Regions from separate parts of the Hordeum vulgare genome. Here region 2 is linked to region 1. The links are chromatin contacts, called in public HiChIP or PLAC-seq maps. All regions are on one chromosome and are shown on one strand. Each heading gives the region's core, a stretch centred on a gene start, on an enhancer-like site or on the middle of the called end of the contact. The rest is flanking DNA. Distances are from core to core; before and after follow the strand shown. Region 1 holds the start of LOC123429852. Region 2 holds the start of LOC123425687 (ADP-ribosylation factor GTPase-activating protein AGD5).

Evidence for each region. HiChIP or PLAC-seq counts read pairs in DNA pulled down with a chosen protein or histone mark.
Region 2: an H3K4me3 HiChIP or PLAC-seq map of embryo shows a contact between it and region 1, with 7 times the contacts expected there. The contact joins the promoter of LOC123425687 here to the promoter of LOC123429852 in region 1. A contact is called at or near these places in 2 of 6 Hi-C or Micro-C datasets (leaf and seedling) and 1 of 1 datasets of contacts at active chromatin or transcription factors (embryo).

What each region holds. Positions count from the first base shown.
Region 1 is chr2H:164,833,372-164,839,765 of MorexV3_pseudomolecules_assembly, forward strand. It overlaps LOC123429852, which reads left to right and starts at 5,047. Exons shown (of 1, transcript XM_045113827.1): 1 at 5,047-6,027. The coding sequence starts at 5,322. The coding sequence ends at 5,546.
Region 2 is chr2H:165,357,346-165,363,664 of MorexV3_pseudomolecules_assembly, forward strand. It overlaps LOC123425687 (ADP-ribosylation factor GTPase-activating protein AGD5), which reads left to right and starts at 4,298. Exons shown (of 11, transcript XM_045109396.1): 1 at 4,298-4,562; 2 at 5,370-5,428; 3 at 5,935-6,025. The coding sequence starts at 4,512.

The DNA of each region.
Region 1 (6,394 bases), core at 3,797-6,296:
GAAACCTTAGTCGTCGCCGGACCGCGACCCTCCTCCCCCTTCCCTCCCCCTCGTCGCCGCCAGGGCATGCTGGCGGGCAAAGCTCACCCGACGTGGGCGGCAACGACGCACTCTTTCCTTTTCGTGAGGCGGGATAGTCATGGGGCGATCAACACTGCAGTGTTGTGTGGGGGCGTGATGACGTCGGGTTGCCACGGTGACGGGCGTGAAGGGCTGCACAAGAAGGACTAGGTGTTGGTGATGGTTGCAGTGTGCGACGGCCGACCTGCAGGATCTGGACAATGCGGGGGTCGGTGGCACCTCGGCTTGGCGGAGTCGGACGGGATCCCCTTGGGGCTACTTGCCGGCTTGGTTCTATCGCCCGTGCTCGGCGTTGGATCGGCATCGAGGTAGATCGGGGAGGCATCACCGGGGTGCTCGTGATGTGCCGTTGGTGGCAGTGCATGGCTTGGCGTCGGGCACGACTATTGATGGTGCTGGAGTTTGATGGCCCTTCTCTGCATGGAGGCGGGCCTTGGCGATGGTGGTCATCTTCCTCGTCGGAGGTGGTCGGCCTGAGGCTGGGTGGTCAGATCTCCAGATCCATCAAGCAGTCCCGAGTGCTAGTCGGGGAGACATCGGCGGGCAATGGCGGCGTCCTGCGTCGTTACCTTCATGAACGTATCATCGAATAACTACTGTCGATCCACTCGTGCTCCTCCGGGGGAAACCCTAGGATCTGGTCTTCCAGATCGGACGATGACGGCACTGCAATGTCGTTTCTCTCTTGGGAGCATCATTTGTGGAGTGATGCTGAAAGACAGAGGCAAGAGGTGGAGCAGCTTCGTCTTGCACGGAGCTTCGGTGAAGATGTCAAGTCATGCGTGTCCGGCAGGTGCTACGCTGTGTCATGCTTGTTCGTTAGGTGCTACGCACGACACATCTTCCAAAGGTTTCAAGCTGTGTCGACTGATGGTACTCGGCGGCATGGTGCTGTGGTGTATTGCCGGCGATCGCGACGTGCTCAGTAGTTTGTGCGTAGGGAGGTGGTGTCGTTGGGCGTCATGGCGGCGTCGACGGATGGCCAGACTGGCACGGAGGATGCAGATCTCTTTCCTCAAGATGGGTCAGCGGTTCGATGATGATGGCGGCTTCTAAAATGTGTGCATGTGATATACGCTTTAGGTTGATGCATCAACTGTAGGTTCCGATACGTTTTGTGAATGGATCGGCAACGACACCGGTTTTAGATATTGGGAGTGAGAGCACTCCACATTATCATGTTTTGGAGGTGTGAGTGGTGGCTTCACATGGTTTGATGTATGTTCTTGCGAGATCTTTGTTGAATAATTAATAAACATGAACGTACACATTGATTGATGTACAGGCCGGGGGTCTTAACCTCCTCCAAAAAAGCATCTTTAGGCATGCATCCACGGGAACGCTCAAATCGATCCTTTTTGTGGAACCAGGCCCGAGCGGTGCAACCCTAGGCACATGGATGTGGGCAGTTGCACGTGTGGATGCAGTCTCGACAAGTCGTGGTGTTTTCCGAAGCGCCGTCATAATTACCCTCAGTTCCCTTCCTCATCGCTCTCTCCCCTCTTCTCTACTCACACCGGCGACGGCGACTGCCAGAGCTACACCACCAGGATCTACGACGACGGCGACCACCACAACGACTTCAGACCTTCACCGGAGCGCATCAGCAATGGCGGTACGTTCTTTGACCTCTCTAAAGTAACTCCGTTGACTCAGGCTAGATTTAATTGGAGCACACGATAGGAGAGTGAGGGAGGGGATTGAACATATCGAGGGTGGGGGATTGATCACATCTTGAGTTCATGCCTAATCGGTCCATTACATCGGGGATAGAGATTGGGGAACAACCTACTTGTCTAGCCGCGGCGACCCTGGAGTCGCATTGAGCGGCGATGGGGCGTAGGCTTATTTTATTCTTTGTGACCGTCTTCTTTCTCTTCGTCTTTTTCACACTGTCTTCTTCCTCATCGTCATGGTCAGGAACGATGGGTTTTGCACGGTCGCTTGCCGCCGGCGTCGTGGCCACCATCCGCACCTCATCGTCTTCCTCCGCCGGATCCACCACAGTTCATGTCGTCTAGTACACCGCAACATGGTCGTCATTGGGACGCTTGTACTTCCTATACTTGGCTTAGTTGGCCCCGTGACGAGCGTCGCCTGATTCATGGCCCAACGAAGGACGTCGACACACAAAGCGCATTTCGCTGGGTCAGGAATCAACGTCTTCAACTCCTTCGTTGTCGCCTTCTTCATCATAGTGTCGGCCTCCTTGTGCACTTCAACCATGCTCGTGAAGTTCGAGCACACTTCCATTGTTTCCTTAAACTTCCTGCAGTCATTGAGCAAGCACCCGATGAAGAATGCCCTTCATCACATGCCCTATGGGAAAGGGTTGGGGTTAGAGTTCATGGTGAGGGAGAGGTGGTGAAACAAAAAGGTTGAAGAAGAGAGGGGGTGAAAATGAGAGAGGAGGTGAAAATGAGAGAGGATTCGATTGCGGTGTTGGGTAAGAGCGTCTCTAGCAGATCCCGTAAAAGGGCCGAACCTGTATAATTCCGACGAGTATACGGGTTCGACCCTTTTTCTTGCCAGAATACACAATATATCGCGGATTCGGCCCATAATTGTTTTACCGTGGCCCGCAGAAAGACCCCTTCCACCGCTATTTATGCGGTTTCACCGCTTGGATACGGGTCAAATCCTATCCGCCTCCGCCGCCGCTCCGCCGTGATTCCTCTCCCACTTCGTTCGAATTTGTCGCCGTCGCCGAGCCTAAAAAAACCCTAGCGCCCCGTACCGGCCCCATGGACGGCCACGGAAATGGTGGCGATGACGCGGAGCACCGCCGCCGCCGCATCTCCGACGCTGCATGCAAGCGGGGGGCATGGAGGTGGCTCAACTACGGTAGCCAGCTGCCCTCGGCTTTCAAATGCCGCGAGCTCGACGAGTACGAGCGCGAGCTCGCGGTCCAACGCCGCGCCTCCTCTGGCTCCTCTACTGCTTTGAGGTCGTCCGCAGTCGCTCGAGCTCGTGGCGGATCACTCCGGTCAAGAGAGAGCCGGAGAAGCTGAGGCCGCTCGCCGTCAAGATCGAGGCCAATGCTGACCCGCCGCATCGAGGCGTCATCGGCCCCGAAGACTACCTCCTCCCGGGGCAGGAGGACCACCTTGTGCGCGCCATCATGGAGTGCTGGGTGAGGGAGGCGTAGGAGACCGAGACGCGCATCCGCCACGAGCTCGAGGATTGAGGAGATCTCCCTCGAGCAGGGCTTCGCGGCGTCGCAGGCGCACGCGTCCATGGAGGCCGACCCGCGCGTCATGAAGGCCGAGCAGGCCAAGGTCTGGATCGACCTCGACTCCGACGAGGATTGAGATCCTCTAGCTCCTTCGTCGCGTCATCGCTACCATACCCATCGCTTTTGGTAGCCTAGGCTCGGGTACGCTGCACGGCCCGCAGATCCCCCCTCCTACGTAGTAGTGTGATGTAGTTGGATGAGGAACTATATATCTATGTTGTCTATGATGATCAACTATGTATGATGAATGTCTTTGCTTGCAAGTTTCTCCCATGAATGTTTTTTTTCCAAAATTTACAGTTTCATATATGGGGACTGATGTGCAGCGCACGAATTCGCCCACAAATCTGCTCAGCAGTGAGGTGTAAACGCATTTTGTGGCTCGATATTATACGGGGTCTGTTAGAGATGCTCTAAGAAGTGTGGGTAAATATATGAGAGTTAGGCCGGTAGGAATGAATGTTGACCTTTGAATTGCGTGTTGTCGATAATGCAGATGGGCAAGGGCAAGGAGGTGGTGCCACCATTGAAGAAGGGCAAGGAGGTGGTGACGCCATTGGTGGACGCCCTGGTGCAGGATCCCCTAACGCCAAGCGAAGGAACTACGTGCACTACCATGAGGAGGCAGGACCAACCCGCTTCTGCAAGGTGATCTTTCCTCGAAAGCTATAGGCTCTATCTTTGCCTCTGGACTTCATGAACCACTTCTCCGTCGTGCCTACAGAGTTCAGTCTGAAGACGAACACCGGCTTCGTTGCCGTTCACCAGGTCAGAATCGGGTACATGCTGACTTTCAAGTTGCTCACCCGAACACCATGAAGGTGTTTGTCTTTAACGACGACGACGTGGAGGTGGTCATCAAGTGCAAGAAGCACAGCGAGGCCTTTGCCGTGACCGCGTAAATGACCTCTCGTTTTAGTTCCGTGTTGCGAGTTGTTCGTTTAAGACTATTATGTACTACGATATCGCTTAAAATTTATTGTACTATGTTCAACTTTTGTGCGTGGTTAAACTTTAATGTGTGCTTAAGTTTGTTCCGATTGCTTTATTTTTATGCATCTGGTAACCTCATCATATAGAGGAGGAGGTTACCACACTATGGTTCTGGATGTAACCAAATAATCGGACCTGTGTTTCGTCTCAAACCAAACCACAACCAAATACATGCCTTCCTTTTCGGCACATGCAGTCTAGAGTGAATTCAAGGAACCAATCAATATGAAGATATTGATTTTTTATCTGTATATGCTTAATCAGACTCAACTGAAACAAATATGTGAAGTACCAAAAACCATGCAGGTAACGTTCCAGCTGGGCTCGATCTTTCTGGGCAGATTCTAGTCTAGGATCAAAACCCCATCGCGCCGTTCCATGTCAACGTGCAAGCAGCGCTAACCGTCGATGGATGGATATCATGGATGCATCTGCGTAACCACACAATGGTGAAAGGTTTCCTCTCAGATGCGACGGACGAACGCGACACTACTGCTCACTATACTCTCGAGTGAAAGTGGTTTGGCTGACGGACCACACCACGTTCTGGCGTTGCCGCGGCGAGGTTAAACCAAACCAGTACGTACTCCGTCGCATACAATAGAGAATAGACTTAGTCAAGAAGCATACGCTTGGCAGGGACGACATTATGGCCACCCCTAACCGCCACCTTCCCCACCACCGTGAGAGCCATCAATGCCGTCCTCGCCCCGCCTTAAATCCCTCCTCCTACCTCCCCTCCATCCATCACACCGCCCGCACATTGCCTGCTTACTGGCTCCCCGCCATTGCTGACCAAAATCACAACCACCACCACGCATCCTCGCCCGCGGCCCGCGACTATATATATACCCCCCGCGCGCGCTGACGCAGTGGCAGATCGCACAGGCGGCGCGCGGCCTAGCTAGCTGTATTGCACTGTCCACCACCACCAGGCACCATTATCAAATACCTCCGGCGAGAGTTTCAGCGATATTTCTGGAGAGCTTGGCGCGGAAGGAGGAGCGGCGGCATGGTGTTCTTCTGCTTCCTGGTGGACCAGCGGCGGAAGGTGCGGAGCAGCAAGCCGGCGGCGGGCATCTGCTCGCGGTGCGGCGGCTGCGCCAGCGTGGCGGACATGGAGACGGCCACCCGGCTCTGCTACCTCCTCACCGTGCACCGCGTCACCTGGCGCGCCATCATCTGCACCTTCTGCGGCGCCATGCTCAAGTCCTACCGCCACTACCGGCTCTACTAGACCCGCGGTCGTTGACGCTGATTGATCTGCGCGCGCGACGGCCGTCTCCACCCGCGTCCCGTTTGCCGACGGCGGTGGAGCATGCATGTATGTGCCAGCTAGTTTTGTTTGCTCCATCTGCTTATTAATTTGTGTTTTTAGCCGTGCTCTCTAGCTAGCTTGGCCTTGGAGATTGTTGCACTGGATTCTTGTGGTCTTATGTACATATAGTATTATGCAAGGTGGCAAGTCTTGATTAGTACTCCGAGATAAGGTTGCATTGCCCTCTCTTCTCGATTAGTATCTCCGTCAGGAACAATAGGAATTGTTAGCACGATCTCATGCAAGAGAGAAGAGGGAAGCATTAGGATCTCTATTTGTTATCCATCACTAATTAGTTCCTCTTGTAATAGCATGGCTGTTCATACATTTCCCCTCTCCTCTCCACGGCATTAACCGTGTGATTCCTCACAATATTCATCTTTTCTTCTTGTTGGGAAAATCACACCTTTCATCTGACAAGGCCCTACTATCTACTACTGCTATGAGATATTTTTTCCAAATAAACAAGGACGGGGTATATTCGTGTTGCGTTGTCGTCAAATTTGTTCCGTCAATTCCTGCGAAAGATAAATTATTCTGTCAAAAAATTTGCCTGCTGGAGGGGAAAGCAACAGCATTTGGCAAATTGAAACCTCATGCCAGGCCGACCACCAGCAGATGGGCATTAACTGCATGTGCATCATGGCATACGAGGACATATGGCACATGGATGTGGACAGCCCATACCAAACTGCTGCGCTCGTGTAAATTTCGGTGGCCCACGATGTACAATGTCTGCGCCAGCTAGCGGGTCTCTGTTAAGAGCA
Region 2 (6,319 bases), core at 3,048-5,547, 520 kb after region 1:
AGAGAAAAGGCATAAGAATAGTACCGTGAAGTGAAATAACAGCCAAAGAAGCGATAAATACCAACGTGAAAACATGATACAAAATGGACGTATCACCGCTCCCTTGAGTGGTACTGCTGGTGGCCACTGAAAACAAGCGCCTTGCTGCTTTCACTTTGCACAGACAAGGGGAAATGAAGTGGAGCTCCAAAGAAGCGAAGGAAAGGTGGTGCAAAAGAACAAATGTGTACGTGCTGATTCCACCCTAACCTTTCCGAAGCGGACCCCTCTTAATAGTACGGCTTTCCTAAGACTCAAATCCACCGAAAAGAAACGTAGAAAGCAACAGCCCTCGAAAGACTCCGAGGAGCACCGAATCGTCTTGTGCCTAGACATGAATTATCTGAAAAGCTCAATGCACATGATTAGTCTGCACAAGCATTGTCATCAATCACCAAAACCACTTAGGTAGAAATATGCCCTAACAATATGCCATCGCGACTTACATTCACGAAGGACTAGCCTCACTTGGGTAGATCTTTGCGACATAGGTGATCTCCTTGCCCTTACAAACTTCTTGGTTTAACTAAACACAATGTGGAGGCTCCCTAGAGACACCTAACCAATCTAGGTGTCGCTGATGAACTCCTTGCTCTTGTGCTTCAAAAGATAGTCTCCTAAACACTCAATCACTCTCTCATGGAATTTGGCTTGGTAGAAGAGAAGGATTGGGTGGAAAGCAACTTGAGGAGGCTATAAACCAAGGATCTTATGGTAGGAATGGAATCCCTTGATATCAACACATGAGTATGTGGTTCTCTCTCATAAAATGAATGGTGGGAGTATAGTTGCATTTTGATGGCTCTCTTGAAGAGTAGGTGGTGGTGGATGGGTATTTATAGCCTTCACCAAAAATCCAACCGTTACAACTTTTGTGCACAATTTGGTGACACCGACATAAAATCTCGGTGGGACAGACTAGTGCAAAAGGTTCCAACTTTTAGCTTTTCGGTGGGACCGAGCGAATCTACTCAGAGTGACCGATTCGTGATGTCTTAAGTTGTTTCCAAGTCTTGGTAATTCCGATCAATTCGTCTTGGTGGTTTCGAGATGACATCAACCGATTACAACAACTTGGTCACTGCACTTCAGTGAGACCGAACGCCATCTCGGTGTGAGTGAGTTTCTAGGGGTTGGTTCTGGCTCTGTCTATGTTAAAATCGATGGGTCCGGATAGAAACTAACTGGTGGGACCGAGTTGACTTTTATGGTTTTGGACAAATGATTTGAGAATGTGGTTAAGGGTATATGGTGGCAAACATCTAAGAACTTGAGCACGTGAGTCATCATCAAAACCTCATCCCTCTTAATAGTATTGGATTTCCTCTAGATTCAATGTGATCAAATGTAGAGTCTTTGAGATTTTGCCAATGTGTTTCCTTAGCATCATGAGGGGTCCACAAAACCATCCTAGCTATGGCAACCATTGAACTTTTCCTGAAACCATCTTTAGTGGTCATTAGTTCAACGAGTTATATGTTGTGATGAATTACCAAAAAACACCAAGGGATAGGATGCACTTTCAAGGAGCATGGCAGAGCTGGTATCATGCCTGGCATGGACGAGGCCAAACACCATGTCATTCACCGTCAACAATGGCGGAACCGCATCCGGTTGATGAAGAAATATGCTCGATACGCGGAGCTCGGCGAGTCAGTGGCCAACCTGTCCGCGTTCGTTAATCAAACCGAGGAAAAGTGAAACATGGGAGTCCGCCGCTGCTTTGGTCCGAGGAAGGCCACACAGGCGAGTCGCCAATTTCTTGTCCTCTCTCACGGACCGCCATTGTCCCCCCGCCCCAAAAACAAGCACGAATATGTGCTTCACGAAATCGGATGCAACCCTTCCACTTTGGATAAAGCACCCTCTTACCACTCCGGCAAGCGGCGCATCCGGAGATAGGTAAAGAGGGAGGAATATACCACTTCGGCAGGCGACAATAATGTCATGGCAGCCTAGTCATCTACAAGCGGAGGGCCCCTATACTTTTGCGGACGCACCCGATGGCAACATCGTTCTGGTCCTCAAATGACTCCACTTGCAAACCCGACCCCTATTTTTGAAATCTCAAATCCATTCAAACACACGCACGTCAATCATCATACACAAACATTGAGTAGCACATACAAACATTGTCCAAACTTAAAATTTGATCATAGTGCATAATTTAAACATAAAATGCATAGTTTAGTGTGTGTTTTCCACTGTGGATCCACATATGTTCCACAAGATCATTGAGAAGTTGTATCTACAACAGTTGATCTTGAAGTTGTCGATGCATCTCAAGAAAGTTGGCAATATGCTCAACCTCTTGTTTCGATAGGCGGGCCTAAACTTTGGGCTTCTCAAAATCGCGTGGGTTGCCCCTTCGGCCTCATCCCTGATAATCATGTTGTGCAAGATTACATAACTTGTCATGGGTTGCCGAAGTGTCTCCGCTTCCAACATCATTGCAGCTCCATGACCAATACCCCAACGAGCTTGGAGCACTCTGAATGTCGCCTCCACATACTTCCTAGCACCTCCTCGTGCTTGTGCAAAGTGACATTTTTCCTACCTTGATGATCTGATATAGTGTTCACAAATGCCGCCCATTGAGGGTAGATACCATCGGCAAGGTAGTACCCCATGTTATGGTTGTGCTTGTTGATGGTGTAGGCATGACAAAGCTTTCCCATCACAAAAGTCACTTGAACAAATGAGCTCATTGGAGCACATTGATGTCATTGTTAGAACCAGGTGTGCCGAAGAAAGCATGCCAAATCTGCAAGTCCGTTGATGCCACTTCTTCAAGTATGATGGTGGTTTCTTTGGTGTGACCTTGGTACTGCCCATTCAAACCTCTTGGATAGTTCTTTTATTGCTAGTGCATGTAATCAACTGATCCGAACATACATGGGAATCCTTGTGATGCTCCAATTGTCAACATTTTTTCTCTACCCTTTCGAGTTGGTTCTCTCATGTACACTGGTCCAAACGCCTTCACCATGGTGTGTGCAAAATCCACCGTGGTCTTCAAGCATGTGTTCTCTCCTATCCTGATTTTTATATCAATTGCATATGCAGACTTACCATAAGCAAGCATCATAAGAGCCATCGTGCATTTTTGTTGAGGAGAGAAGGAAAGTTCGCCACAACAGTCCTTCCTTAGCTTGAAGTTATTATCATCCTTCTCGACGGTAGTCACCAGACGCAAGAACAAAGCTCTGATCATCTGGAAGCGATGTTGAAAGAAACCTTCATGGTATTTTGGGTCTAGTGTGAAGTAGTTCGTGTTCAGAAGGCGGGCGTCGACGATCCTATACTAGGAAATAACTCTTCAGCCATTTAGCGAACCCTTGAAGTTCAACACGTGCTGCTCTTCCTTCATCATTTGTACTTGAATGGTCATCATTTCAACATCTCCGTCACCCAAATCCGACCATTCAATGAACTCTTTGTTTATGAATTCATCAATGTTCGTGTTTCGTAGCTATCATTCAACGATGTATCCATCAGTGACCTGCAAATGATTAAAACAATAAAAAACTGCTCGAACATTTCGTAGAACACACACAACATGAGGTGTATATCCGGAGGAGATGGACGTACATGATGGTGTACGGTGGCGGCACATTCGGAGGCGTTGTGGGTTGTGGACGACAACGAAGCAACAACAAGGGGGAGCTACAATAACACTTGTGTGGACGAGACGGAAAAGAGAAAAGGAACATGTCAGCTCGGCCAAGAAGGGGTGGCTTCAAACGATTTAGTGTGGCCCTTCCGGCCAGTCCTACATGACAAACACGTATGAGTGTACCCATATGTGCCCTACATATGAGCATGGCAAGGGGATTGTCGGTCCAATCGGTCGTTTGGGTTGGATTTGACTCGTGTGATTGAATGACATTTTTTGTTCGAAGAAGGACTGGGCAGACATTTTAAAAGTTTGGAGTGTATGGCCTCCGGTTGTAGATACTCACATCATTGCAGTGTGCCCTAGAGAGCCCATACGTGCCCTCGTGTCATCTTCATCTTCATAGTTCCTTTTTCATATTTATGGATCAAAACAAAATAACAGCGATATTCACCTGACGTTGTTTACACTGGTCGGTCGGTGCAATTGCAAGTGTGAATGCAACGAGTATGATAAATAAATATCCCTTTCTTGGTATATAATCGTGGTTGTCGTGCCGTGATTAGGCCAGCAGACCCTCACCACACCGTCATCACCACACCACATACAAAAACATAATCTCGTGAACAAAATAAGATTGTTTTTCCAACAGAAAAAACTACTCAGAGAGAGAGAGGTGGGGAAGGTCAAGCCGAGAGGAGACGCACAGATCCCTCCCTCTCCTCTGCACACCTCTCCTCTCCTCTCTCCCCCTCGACGCGGCAAAAACAGGGAGGAGAGAGAGACAGACAGAGGGAGGGAGGGAGCCCGAATCCCTGCGATCTCCCCTCCCGGTCGGAGGATCCGGCGATCAGCCATGAACGAGAAGGCCTCCGTCTCCAAGGAGCTCAACGCCAGGCACAAGAAGGTCCGTCCCGTCGCCACTGTTCCCCCCTTCCCCTCAACACCATCATCGTTAGATCGGAGCCACGCGCTGCTGCTTCGAATGGACCGGGAATCAAACGAGAGCCGACGGGACGCGCAGCTCCTCTTTTCGGGCGGGATTCGGGATCCGCGACGGCGTGGATCTGCGATTGGTTTTGCGGTTCCTGATGAGGAGCAGATCCGAGCTTTCCCCTCGCCGCGTTTTGATGACCGAGAAATCAAGAAAGTGGACGCGGTTGCTAGTTGCGCGTTAGGTAGCTCGATCAGACAGCCTTGTCCAAGTGAGTTGACAGATGGAAATCGCCATTCGGCGGTTTGATTGTAGATTTCATCGCTCCGTTGCGGATTTCCGTCTCTTGGGTGGGATTATAGAGAAGGTGCAATGCTTGCTCATATGCTGCTTCATAGTATCTGTTGCTCATATACCTTTGGGGCACAAAACTTGAGTAACACCCTCCTGTTCGATAGAGTAGTAGCACTCTGTTATGTGATGTAGTAGCACTCTAGTATGTCCACGGTACCAAATAAGGGCAAGCATGACGTAGGTCCCGTCAAATATCACTTCAATTTGGTGCCTCCTATATTTGTGTGGCACAAATCGTGGAACAGAAGGGTTATTACATCGTGTAAGTAATCTCACTGGCTATCTTTGATGTAACCTGAGCCAAAAGGAAGCGACAGCATGTGTGCTTGTTATGTTGCAATCAAATATTTCTGTTCCGTGTGTTACTCATGTTTGTCGTGTAGTGCTTATGACCCGTCGTCATTCTTTGTCTACATTTATTTCCAGATATTGGAAAGCCTTCTGCGGTTGCCGGAGAACAGAGAATGTGCAGACTGCAAATCAAAGTGAGTGGTCCTATGCAATTGGTTGTTTTGAACGTAGCTATTGATGGGTCGGACAAAATTTATGTTATTGATAGATTTGACATGGCCTATTTTGGTAGGCAACTGTTTGATTCATGAATTGGACATTTCAGTCGTCAGTTCCATTTGCTAATCCGTGTTATGCTTATAGAGTTAATGCTATAGTAGTTATTTTATGCCTTACCTTGTGTTTCAAGATTTAATATCTTAGGTTGGCCTATACTATGCACGTGGGAATAGATTTATTGTGTTGATGCATCATTAGTCCTTGTATCTAGAAAGGTGACAACTACAAATCTGTGGAGAAAGATGTTGAAATGATATTGTTCAGTTATAGTTACCTTTTAGTCTAGTCTTCTCCCTCTATCTCCGTTCGCATGTGTGGATGCTTTGAGTTCCATTTCTATGCATTCATTGCGAATTGAACACTTGTGCTCACAATTCTTGTTCTAGTCACAACAATTGCTAACACTTTGCCCATGCTGCAGGGGTCCTCGATGGGCAAGTGTCAATCTTGGGATCTTTGTATGCATGCAGTGTTCTGGAATTCATAGAAGCCTTGGGGTACACATATCAAAGGTCAGTCATTTGCATTAGTCAACTGCTTCTTTTTCCGACTCCACTCTCGCTGGAAAAGCTATGTCTTCATTTAGTTGTTTTGACAAGACTTAGTAGAAGCCACAATGGTGATGTCTGGCATGAGGCGAACAACGTTTCAGGACAATTTGGGCATGCTAGGGTTCTTGAAATGCCCAACGTCTTAAACTCATTGCCTGCTAAATAGGTAAATTGAGTTGATGTAAGCATATCATAATACAACCCAATAAAGTGGTCATGCTCCAGAACTCAGTTTCTGTGGGTTAGCTTAGCCCC